Regions from separate parts of the Danio rerio genome. Here region 1 is linked to region 2. Evidence: chromatin contacts called from public Hi-C data. All regions are on one chromosome and are shown on one strand. Each heading gives the region's core, a stretch centred on a gene start, on an enhancer-like site or on the middle of the called end of the contact. The rest is flanking DNA. Distances are from core to core; before and after follow the strand shown.

Evidence for each region. A called contact is a pair of places that touch in the nucleus more often than the background predicts.
Region 1: a contact with region 2 is called in a Hi-C map of hematopoietic stem cells, with 2.0 times the contacts expected there. The contact joins the promoter of tent4a here to the promoter of si:ch73-25f10.6 in region 2. A contact is called at or near these places in 2 of 18 Hi-C or Micro-C datasets (caudal fin and hematopoietic stem cells) and 1 of 4 datasets of contacts at active chromatin or transcription factors (pancreas).

Annotation. Positions count from the first base shown.
Region 1 is chr19:30,247,865-30,251,350 of GRCz12tu, reverse strand. tent4a (terminal nucleotidyltransferase 4A) reads left to right here and starts at 1,538. Exons shown (of 13, transcript XM_680973.9): 1 at 1,538-2,479. The coding sequence starts at 1,794.
Region 2 is chr19:29,877,892-29,881,146 of GRCz12tu, reverse strand. si:ch73-25f10.6 reads left to right here and starts at 1,310. Exons shown (of 2, transcript NM_001423403.1): 1 at 1,310-3,255. The coding sequence starts at 2,306. The coding sequence ends at 3,253. si:ch211-152p11.8 (a long non-coding RNA gene) reads left to right here. Exons shown (of 11, transcript NR_186829.1): 10 at 1-27; 11 at 205-391.

The DNA.
Region 1 (3,486 bases), core at 289-2,788, 370 kb before region 2:
AAATTATCACAGCATGTCTGACAATATTTTTTCTTCTTGAGAAAGTCTTATTTGTTTTATTTCGGCTTAAATAAAAGCAGTTTTTAATTTTTAAACACCATTTTAGGGACAAAATTATTAGCCCCTTTAAGCTATTTTTTTCCGACAATCTACAGAACAAACCATCGTTATACAACAACTTGCCTAATTACCCTAACCTGCCTGGTTAACTTAATTAACTTAGTTAAGCCTTCAAATGTCACTTTAAGCTGTATAGAAGTGTCCTGAAAAATATCTAGTAAAATCTTATTTACTGTCATCATGAGAAAGATAAAATAAATCAGTTACTAGAAATGAGTTATTAAAACTATTATGTTTAGAATTGTGTTTAAAAAAAAATCTTCTTTCTGTTAAAAAAAATAAATAATTCAGGGGGCTAATAATTCTGACTTCAACTGTGTGTGTGTGTGTGTGTGTGTGTGTGTGTGTGTGTGTGTGTGCGCCTTTATAGAATGACAATCACATACAGTAGCAACACATTTTTCTCAGACCCATTTAACTTATAAATATTGAGTCTTATTTTTTCCCATATACAGTGCTCAGCATATGTAAGTACACCACTCACATTTCTATCTTTTAAATTCATATTTTAAGATGAAGCTCTACAATAGTATATTTGTGCATATACATTAGATTTGTCAGTACTGAAGCCAAAAATTATCTACCAAAATAACTTACAAAAATGGTCCACAATTAGTACAGCCACATTTATATGTTATAGAAAAATATTAAATACTAATTAAAATGAGGAAAAATCAAGAAAAGCTAAAAATTTTGTTAAGATTTTGTAGGTTGTAATTTATTTTTGCATTATTTTTCTTGAGTTCAATTGTATTATCTTTCAATTACTTAATATGTTTGGCGACTAAATATTATTTTAATAAATATACATGTTTAATAAATCTGTTTTGTTTAAATGCACCAAAATACATTGCCTATATTCACTGAGAAATGGATCAAAATATTCATTTTCAAAACGGGGTGGACTCAGCACTGGATATATTTTATTAATGAATTATTGCAAACGTTTTTTACTGATAGACTTACAGTAGGTAACCTTGAAGTACAAACAAAAAGCACAAACATAAAAGCAGATTTCAATATTTCCTTAATTATAAATGCTTCAAAGAACTGCATTTAAGTAAATGCCCAAATAAAAAAGTTTATATGTGTTCAATAAATATATTTTAATGCACATAAAATGCAACCTTATGAGATCAAAAATAAGTGCACGACTACTACTAACTACTGTTACTGAGCACATCGATAAGCATGGAAGCTGCACAAAGCTGATGGTTTAATATCTCGTCCACTGTCTCGCGGTGTTTTAGCGAGAGCTGCAGCAACTGCTAGCAAATTCAAAAGTGTCCTCGTCGCTGTGGTGCCGTTTAAAAGGGTGGGGTTGCTGAACAGGCTCCGATTGCGCCTGCTCGGTGTGTAGTCTGGGGGTGTGTGCTGCCCCGATGGTTTAAATCCTACACATGCGTACTGGATTTTCGGGGTTCAAGGGAATACGCACGCCATATTGGAAACACTGTATAGTTTAGCTAACAGTTTATAGCTAGCGGGGAAAAAGGGCCACTAATTGATTCCCGTTGGTCTGTTGTGGTGTTCGGCACGTCGACATTTTCCCTGTCGTTTCGCGTAGCCCCATTTACAGGCACGTCCTCGCGGCCCGGACTCAAACTTATCCGCGGAGCGAAGGAGGGGGAAAAGGCGTTCGTTTGTTTGACAGGGTTAAAAAGACGAGTTGAATGGATCCGAGGGTCGCTTGGATTCAGCCGGAACAGAAAGGTCCTGCGAACGCTTTATGGATGCGTGTGTGGGAAACGTCTCAGGTAAACCGGACTAACACAGGTCAGCACCAGAACCACCATCACCACCACCACAACTTCTGTGTCAATTCTCCGGCGTTTGACGTTTATAAGACTGTGGCGTCCAATGCAAACAACAGCACTAACATCAAAAACAACGGCACTGCGATCCCGGGCAGCGGCTCCGCGGTTCTCGCATTAAATGGGAACGCGGTAGACGGAGAAATGTCCCAAAAGACCGGCGGCTCGGTGGTGGATTCAGCGTCCAGCTGCACTAGAATAAGGACTACAAGCCCTAATGTGATCGCTGGGAATATGAATAAGGGCCAGCCGTTTTTTACTTTAAACGAGAGCGTACTGAATAATGTCAACCACCATCATCACCCTCCTCATCCTCATCTACGGCATTTCCATCAAGAGCAGCAGAGTTGCATGAAGCGCCACCCGTCCTATCCGACGGCGATTCACAACCACCATCACCACCACCATCACCCAGGCCGAAGGAAAAGCGACAATAAGGCCAGCACCTACGGGATAAACTACTTGCTTTCCAACTGGACTAACGGCAATTATGAGAGCTCCGGCACGCCGTGGAAGACGAGGAAATATAGCCCAGGGGTTGACGGGTGAGATGAGTTTGATTTATAACCGCGGCGGCGTTCGCTCGCTTGGCTCTGGATGAGGCGTTAAAATGATACACTGATTTTTCTCTTTTTTTGGTGTGTCGTAAAGTGTCACTGGGCCTTTTTGACGTCCTGGGCTGGGACTTTAGCTTTAGCATGTTAGCCGGTATGTTCTGGGTTCGGGTCGGGGCCGCTGCGGTGTTTGGGTTGGGTTACTTGTGGTATGTGTGTGTGCGTGAGGGATTAACAGTTTACGTTTAGCGGTGATGTCCAACTCTTCGAACCGCTCATTGACTCGGATCTTTTTTGGTGAATCGGTTAATCCGATCTGAGCGATTCAGACTCGAGAGAGTCACTTGAAGTGATTTGTTTTTTTGAGTCGACTCATTGATTCACTGAACTGAGAGTGGTGTATGAAAATATTTTTTAGGTTGCTTTATTATTTTTAAAAAAGTGCCGTACGTGTACTGAAAAAGTACGGTTGCATGCTTGCAAAAATGGTTACAAGTTAATCTTTTCATTAAACACTGAACTGAACAAACCGTTCATGTCTTGCCAATTACAATAATGTTTATGGGCACCGTTACTAAAAGGCTAGATTATTTATTTTATTTGCTTTTAATATAGACATAGCAAACACAAAGTTGTATGTGTAAGCGTGCACGATGCACAAAACATTTTATATATTATCACGGTTTTATGTGAAAGCTATGCTTGAGTAACCCAACCAAAAGATTAAAGTATAACACATGAAATATAGGCTAATATATTTTAATATTTAGAGACTCCTCTCTAAAGGTCTTTCTCACTCAAAATATTGATACACTCATGGTTTGAATTTACTGGTCAGGTGTTATCAAAAGTAACATATACAAAGCTTCTTGAAGCTTTTGCTGACACAGTGTGTTCAGTTATGTCAAGTTTTTCAATAGAATGACATTGAAAGATTCACCATGAAGTTTAATGTAGATAGATAGATAGATGGATAGATATGTATACAGTATATGAAG
Region 2 (3,255 bases), core at 61-2,560:
GCTGCATACACATGAATGCGGAGCCGTGTAAATACTGGTTCAGTAAACCTAGCTCTTTTTCTTGTGTTAATGATGACTGCGTTTGTTCGGTTCCACTGAAAGTCAATGAAGTAACTTTCTCGCGGCGCACTGAAACACTGACAGACAATGCATGAACTTTTATTTCATGTCTTGTTGTCTAATACAATTTTGTTTTCTTTCAAGGATGTGACCGAAGAGGAGCTGTGACTGGTTTGCTGCACAATGGTGAATTAAAATGATATACATCAATTTAAATGCTTGTTTAGTGGCATTCAATAGACTGTTTGAGTTAATTTTCTCATTTTCAGTTTTATAAACTGCTTTTTCAACAGAGTATTGCTTTTAATAAACATCAGAACTAAAGTGAAAAGTTGTCCATGTTTGTTTTTTGCATGAAATAAAAATATTGCGTATGGTTTTAACTTTTAGTCAATATAACATTCCTAGGCAGAAATTATTTATGCAATGTATGAACTGGGTTATTCATAAAATGTATGTATTTATTTATAATATAATCACTTTGTATTAGCATTTTTGTATTCACGTCTATGTGAATTTGATTGATTCAACATGTAATTCCACCCATTTGTTGGTTCGCGAAGGACTTTTATTATAGAAACGTGCTTTCAGGTTTACATCTCTTATTTTACATGACTTCACGTAGCGTAAACTAAAGACGCCGTTACATATTCATGTCTGCGACTAGCAGTCTATTAAGTGCGTACATCCATAAAAAAGGACTTTATTTGTCCAGATGTAACGTCACAAATCTTATGGTGAAGGTCGTTTTGTTGCGATGACTTAATGTTACCGGGTTGTGCACGTAAGTACTGCGTAGCAACGCCCGATTAGTGAATGAATTGTTCTAACGAGTCGGATCGTTTGAGTGAACCAGTTGAAGGGGGTTACGGGCTTTGTTTGGTTCAACAAAAGTCTCCGCCATACATTAAAAAAAAGGTTTAAAGTATGAATTAAAGTTATAATTGATATAAATTGAAATGACAAAATGCTTAAATATGAGTTTAGTTGCCTTTCTTAAAAAGTATCATTTATCCCTGTAGTTGAAAAAAAATTATATAAAAACGTCTACTAAATCCTCACTAAAAACGTAAAAAATCCCAGCACTGGCCGCAAGCGTAAGATTTTATTCGGATGTTCAAGCAATGACTGCCTGTAAGTGGCCTGTGATTTCAACGTAAAGGAATCCCTATTGAATTGGTAAACTAAACCAATTCATTAAAATACGCCGTTTGAAAGAGTCGATTCTTTGAAACGAGTCAGTCTGCTTATTCCTAGTCAAGTAAGTTAAACTGGCTCCCGCACGAGTTAAGACGACACGACGGCAGTTTGCGTTTCGTGTTTAAAAGAACCTTATGAATTTCGTTGGTTTGTGTTATTTGGCTGTCGTCGAGCTGTTTATTTGCTAAGCTGTTAAAGTTTGATCACGTCTATACCGGGTGTTAATGAACGGGTATGTGAAGCTGGCTTCGATAAGTGTATACAACTGTTTTTCACCTATAGCAGATGGGCTGTAATCTCTGGAAGATGTACCTGCCTGCATTTAGAACCAACAAAACTAAAGATTTCTCGTCGTAGGTATGTTTGATTTATCTTGTCAAAAGCGATTCGCCGTTTGACATCAATACAGTTTAGCATTTCAAGTTGTGGAGACGATCCTGGATGTGAAGCTTGCTCAGACATGCTAACAGACGCCGTTTCGCCTGAGGAAAATGCTGCTTGAGACCAAGCAATGCTACCACGGTGATTTTTAGCATGTTTCTAATTTATGTTCTTATTACATTCTCTAACGTTACCTGGCTTTGAGTTTGGCACGGGTGTGGCCTTTGTGTAGTTTACACTTCATTTGTGCTAATACAAACACGCTGTAATACAGGTCTGTTGAGGTGTCATTGCTAACGCCTGTGTCAGTATAAAACTTTAGGGAACACTAAAAACCTTATATATTTAAAACCTTTAATAGCCATATTAATTTGTGCTACCAGTCGATATTAGTGCTTTACTGCTATAACTGGGTTAATTACAGTTGTTTATCAATAACTTTGTAACTTACTGACACTTTATAGATGTCCTAGGGTTTTAATTAACTCCCTTTGTAAATTGTAAATGGACTTTATTCGTAGTTGGACAAACACTTATACATTTTAAAAGAAACTACTATTTCAGTATTTTACTTATAAACTTAAAACTCTTCTTGCTTCTTGTCAGTTATTTGTGAAATTCACCAGCTGAAAATTGAATTCCTTAACAATATTTAGGCTTCAACATGACAGCAGTTGTAGGGCGAGTTTGGGGGTGGGTCAGTCCAGCAAATCTTTACTCGTCTTGGGGCAGTACGACCAAACCAGAGACACCCGCCACCATTAAACATGAGACTAAAAGTGGCTTATGGGGACTGACTTCCTGGGTTTGGAGGGGTGAGAATGCCAAAAAGGACCAAAAGACAATTACTGAGGAATTCTGGGAAACTGAGGAGCATTTCAAGCCTTTGGAAGTAGAGGAGCTTCGGGCTTTGAGGCCTGATCTTGAGACTGAGAAGGTTGTGGTCAAAAGCTCCCCAAGCTGGTGGAGGCGAATGCTTCCATCCAGATACTTTTTTTGGCCCCGGTGGTCATCATCATCATCATCCACCAAACTTCGTCAGCAGAAATGTGCTGGGTGGAATGAAGGCACATGGGACAGTGATGAGGTTGATGGAGAATCAGACTACGGGACACCTCCGCCGTCTCCAATGCCGCTGTCCCAAAAGTCAGCATTCCGCTTTTTCTCTCGCTCGTGGACGGGGAACATCATGCCTGAACATTACGACATTTGTTTTAATTTCCTCCGACATCTTTTTGACTTATTCGTAGTAGGCTTCCTGAGTACTGTATCCCCTCCAACCAAGGTCATTTTGGACGTGCTGGGGGTGCAGGGGGCACTGAAGCTGTGGCTCCATGGCATGGCCATGTTTATAGTGTCAGCTGTTGGAATGGCTGGACTGCTGTGGGTGGTACAGGAGTACCTGCTGCCATTTGCTTTGATTTATGGCATAATTCAAGCAATGGTCATCTCTGTCAGTGTTCGTCAGAGTGAAGCTCTGGCAGAAGGGGATGATGGGAAAGGTGACGAAGAGGTCACAGAGGGTGAGGAAGAACAGGCCGACATATGGGAGCAGAATGAACCACAGCAGACTGCTGATGAAAGCAACAAAGGAGTTAAAAAAAGGAGTTGAAG